Regions from separate parts of the Gossypium hirsutum genome. Here region 1 is linked to region 2. Evidence: chromatin contacts called from public Hi-C data. All regions are on one chromosome and are shown on one strand. The core of a region is the stretch at or near the end of the contact, and the rest is flanking DNA. Distances in the headings are between cores, read along the strand shown. Region 1 has its middle 6.1 kb from the start of LOC121215004. Region 2 holds the start of LOC107910246 (14-3-3-like protein B).

Region 1 (2,721 bases), core at 86-2,585, 130 kb before region 2:
AAAGAATATGCAAGGTCTGCATCAGATGCGGCAATATAGGCCAGACCAGAAATAGCTGCCCCCATGATAGTCAGGAAGTAGAGGATATGATTAATGAACAAATGGAGGAAATTAGACAGCCTGGGCTATGAAAGAGAGTTTGATGTTCATCAGATTCATTTTAGAGGTACCATTCGAGCCTCGGGATCAAGAGGTATTAAGCGTTCCACTTATGTGGAGCTAATTCCTTCTGTCTCTGTTCGCATTAGTTCTTCATATCCTTTTGCCAGAGGATATTTCCATTTTGGTGTTAATAATGTTATTAATATTCATGATGATGGTAATGATGTTGCAAATAATAATGATTTGGCTGGAAATGATGCTCTTAACCGTCCTAATGAGAACAACAATGTTGAAGAGGAATAAGTGGAACCCAAAGAGAATGATGAGGATACTGACCCTTCGATAGATGTTGAGGAAGAGGATGATAGTGATGAGCGCACGCCATCTAACAGTGTTCTTGTTAATGAAGAAGCCCCCAACTGATTCTGAGCAAACTCAAAACCAAGATAGCGATGCAGGCCCCCCTTTCTCTTGCATTTGTTCCTCATTTTAACCCCCCTCTTGTCTCTTCCCCACAACCAAATCCTTTCAGTCACCCTATACCCTATTATGAAGTCATCCCTTCTAAAGATGATTTAGAAGAAAGGATCCATACACAATTTCCTGCTACCGCTGCCTGATACAGAGAAAGGAACCAACAATGGTGGGCAGATAGACAATTTATTCAGATTGAAAGGATCCTTGCTGAATTGTCAATGTTCTACATGCCTAGAGAAGTGTATCTTCAAACCGCGGCCTTAGCTGGGGCCTCTATTCATTCGAGGAGAAATATTCCCAGATTTATTGGACTCTCTAACACTGAATTTACGTTCACGAATGCTCGTTTTCTCCTTGAAAATGAGGGCAATCACGCTGAGTCCAGTCTGAGGGATCTAGGCGAGAAAGAAAAAGAAATGCCCCAGTTATTGATGCTCAGTTAAACGCTTCAACTGACAGTCATTCACAATGGAGATAATTCTAGTAGAAATTCTTTTGACTTTGTTATCTATGTTGATAATCAATCTACTAATGTTCACTTTGAAATTACTAATATTGATACCATGGCTACTAAGACGACATCACTATGTTTGATAGATTGAATTCTGTGCAGGTGGTTGGGCTAGAGTCAAAAGACGTTCTTAGACCTGAAAACTATATGCCAAATTGTTTTTTCTAGTGGTTCCCCACTAGTAATAGTTCGGAAGAGGAATTGATGCAGGAGCATCTATTGGGTAGTTAACTACTTTGGCCCAAATTGAAGAAGATGAAGCTACAAATATTTTGGGCTTGGAAAGTCTAATGGTCTGCAACACAAAGAGCCTAATTTGGGTAGAAGATTTTTAAGAGACTTTTTTCTATGGATTCATTAAATAAGTAGGATGCATGAATTAGCAATTCCCCTCTGTTTATTTGTTTTTGTGGGCTTCAACAACAGGGTGAGTTTGGATAAATGGTGAAGATGAAATGTGATACACTATATTTAATTTATTTTTATTTCTTGTTACAATATGTTACAATATTTAATCTTTATCTTCACCGTTGTTTATACACTTAGTGTAAATAAACTTAGTATAAATAAATGCACTGTACATTTAAACTCATCTAATCCCATCCTTAAACATCCTTAAACAATTTCTTAATCTACAATCACATGTGTTAGTATTGATTGCATCACTATCACTTTAGATTTAGGAAGTTCCTAGAGTGGCGGTTTATCACAATCTTCCCCAATCAAACTGTGGTAATTTTGCCTTTTTAGTACCTAGATTTGATTCCCCTATAGGAACACTCTTCTGATGCCTTTTATGGTCATGAGGATACTAAACGAAGACACACTTCCAACCTTGAAGGTCCGGAACCCAACTCATTTCCCACTATTGTTCTCTGTGACGCTGAAGCAAGATTTGATGCTATGTCCATCAATGATTCCAGTCTATATGTTTATCAAAAAAAGAAAAAAATATTTGCAGGGGAAAGCTCCACTGCAACTAGCCCCCCATCGCCACAAAGAAGGCTATCTCCCCCATTTTCCCCAAATATTGATCTAGCTGCAAACTCGAATGAACCTCCTCTTTCTGTTCAAGATGATTCAACTACTGCTGCTTTAAATGTCTCTTCTGTTTCTAAATTTTCTATGGTTGTCTCTACTGCTTTTACAACTGTTGTTTCTATTGTTGTTTCTTTTGCTATTTTTATCAATGTTGTTTGTCCTAATTGTTTTTTAATTTGATGTAACCGTTGAAAATGATACTGCTGTTATTGCCTCTGCCGAAAGGTTCAGGCAGGTTGTCCTTGATCAGCCTCCCAAGTAGCTATGAAGGTCCTTAGCTGGAATGTTAGGGGAATGGGAAATCCCCTAACAATGTTCCGCTGCTCTCGGCTAATTGATAGATTCAACGTTGATTGTTGCTTTCTTATAGAAACCAAAGCTAAGCATAATTGCTATCTTAGACTTAGGTCAAGATGGAATTTTGAGCATCTTGTGGGTACTGATTGTAGTGGATGTAGTGGTGGTACCCTTTTCCTTTCGCGTAAAAGCATTAATTGTTCTGTCATTTCAATGAATGAAAATATGCTTTTTTGTTATATTGAGGATAAAAACTTTAAGATATGGCTAACCTGCATCTATGGTCACCTTAA
Region 2 (2,700 bases), core at 95-2,594:
TGTTTTGAAACATAAATTTTTAAATATTAAGATTCAAAATTATAGTAACAAATCAATTTACATTATTAATAAATAAAGAATTTTCAACAAGTTATTTAATTTATTTTGATGTTTTAAAATTATTTTACAAAATTATCAATGAAAATTATTGTCTTTAATAGTTGTTTACGAAACCCAAATTTATTTTGACTATATAATCTTGAATTTTCTATGTTAAAATAGAAGTAAAGAAAAATTCTTACAATTAATTTAATTAATTAATTTTATCTACCATGCCAAACAATACTCATAATTTTTTCATCGCTTATTTACCCAAACAAAGAATAAAAAATTAATTTAATTAATTTGAAGGATATTTTTCTTTACTTTTAGGTTAACATGGAAGATTCCAAATTATACAATCAAAATAAATTTAATAGACAATTATTATATATGAGTTATTTGTTGATTTCGCTAATTTTAAAATTTAAAAAGAGATTAAATTAATTAATTATAATATTATAGTACAAATCAGTTGACATTATCAATGGATAAAATTGTTTCAATAGTTTATTCAATTTATTTTGATGTTTTGAAATTTAAATTTTCGATATTAAAAAAATAGAATTTTCGGTAATGGAATAAACAATTAAAAATTGACAAATTTTGTGTATTATTTTAGTTTCTACCTCTTTCACTTTAATCCTTGATTTTTTACCCCAATTAATATTTTCAAAAAATATTTCTTGACTGACCAAAATGAAAGTGTAAACATGATGTAGTGTGATAGTTAACAGTCATTAGAGATTTAATGTTTGGATAATTAAAATGAAAGTACCCTAAAAGTTGAGTGATCAAAGTGTAAGAATTTTATTTTAGGTGACCAAAATAAAAATATCCTAAAAATTGAGTGACCAATTAAATAATTTAGCCTTGTTTTTATAAAAATTCTTAACTTAATACATTGATGTGGTCTGCATTAAGATGCAGTTCCAACTTCATCCAACCCATTGGAAGCGTTCTACTTTTAAGCCGTATCCATATTTTAGCATAATTCATTCATAGATAGTAATTTTTGAATAATAAATATTTTTAAAACTTTTATTTTGGTTGGCTGGCCTGCTGCAACACAGGGAAAGCCGCCAAAAGGAATACAATTTAAAAAAACAAAGGCCAGCTGGAGAGAACTATAAACGACGATGCCTTTGATAGAGTTTGATTTGATACTCGCGTTGAAACCGTTATCTGTCATGCTCAAAACGACACCGTTTCGAGCTGGATTGGGTCCCACTTATTACATGCAAATCTTATCTCCAAAACCGCCCAATTCCATTTTAAATCCTGAATCAATATATTAAGTTTTCAAATCCAGATTCCCCAACAAAACCTACTTTTCTTGGCTCAAAAATTCAAAAATAAGTTTATCTTAATTAAATAAAATTAAGAAGAAAAAAAACAACAACAACCAATTCTATTCTCATTTTTAATTACCACTATACCCTCCTCAATCTTGCATTAAAAAAAAAAACACCTCTAAATCTTCAGGCCTTCAGCGTCACACCCGAAAGCGCAAAAAAAAAAAAAAAAAGAAAAGAGGAAAAACGTTCTCTCCCACGAAACCCACCATTACTGCAAATGGCGACGACGGCCCCCGACAACCTGAGCCGCGATCAGTACGTTTACTTAGCGAAGCTATCCGAGCAAGCTGAGCGCTATGAGGAGATGGTTCAGTTCATGCAAAAACTGGTCCTCGGCTCAACCCCAGCCGCTGAATTAACTGTCGAGGAAAGGAACCTTCTCTCCGTCGCCTACAAAAACGTCATCGGATCTCTACGTGCCGCGTGGAGAATCGTTTCTTCCATCGAGCAGAAAGAAGAAGGTCGAAAGAACGAGGAACATGTTGTGCTGGTTAAGGAGTACAAATCCAAGATTGAATCCGAATTGTCGGAAGTTTGCGCTAGTATCTTGACTTTATTGGAGTCGAATCTGATCCCCTCTGCTACTGCTAGTGAGTCCAAGGTTTTCTATTTGAAGATGAAAGGAGATTATCATCGCTATTTAGCGGAGTTTAAGGTTGGTGATGAGAGGAAAGCCGCTGCCGAAGATACTATGTTGTCTTACAAGGCTGCTCAGGTAACATTTTAACTCCAGCTCAAGCTTTGGCTGAATAGTTGAATTTTACAGTACAATTTTGGATGTTGACTTGGGGGAATATGACTTTACGGTTGGGGCTTCGATTTTGAAACCTCTTTCATATTTTCTTCTTCCAAAGTTGATTCTTTAGATTTTTGTGTTGAACTGAATGAAGGATATTGCACTGGCGGATCTAGCACCGACGCACCCGATCAGATTGGGGCTAGCACTGAATTTCTCGGTGTTCTACTATGAGATTCTCAATCAGTCAGACAAGGCATGTAGCATGGCTAAACAGGTGCGTTTTCCTCTGTTATTTTTGTTACCACATTATCATGTTTTATGCTATAAATCCACCATTTAGTTTAATCTGGAGCCTATTAGATTAAAGTATGAACCAGCATTAGTTAAATAATTTTTTGTTCAGATAATTGCGAAAAGATAGCTCCATTTGTATTTGTTTGATTCTCATCATTCTATTACTTTAAACTCACTTCTCATTTTGAAATTTGTGAACTTGGGAAGAAACTAGTGTTAAATCAGGGTGTTAGCTATAGTGAATAATGTTTTTTGATGCAGATCTGCTAA

The links. Hi-C and Micro-C count contacts between places; a contact is called where the count stands out from the background.
Region 1: a Hi-C map of leaf shows a contact between it and region 2, with 2.9 times the contacts expected there. The contact joins the enhancer-like site here to the promoter of LOC107910246 in region 2. A contact is called at or near these places in 8 of 34 Hi-C or Micro-C datasets (callus, hypocotyl, leaf and 1 more).

The regions. Positions count from the first base shown.
Region 1 is chrD02:15,165,070-15,167,790 of Gossypium_hirsutum_v2.1, reverse strand. No RefSeq gene overlaps it. Among protein-coding and RNA genes, the nearest start is that of LOC121215004, 6.1 kb to the right of the region's middle. Within about 2 kb of position 1,335, at least 6 of the 9 cell types and tissues checked have an H3K27ac peak or open chromatin away from gene starts, as enhancers often do. A contact at or near this core is called in leaf, where this site is marked.
Region 2 is chrD02:15,035,645-15,038,344 of Gossypium_hirsutum_v2.1, reverse strand. LOC107910246 (14-3-3-like protein B) reads left to right here and starts at 1,344. Exons shown (of 4, transcript XM_016838035.2): 1 at 1,344-2,112; 2 at 2,288-2,410. The coding sequence starts at 1,615.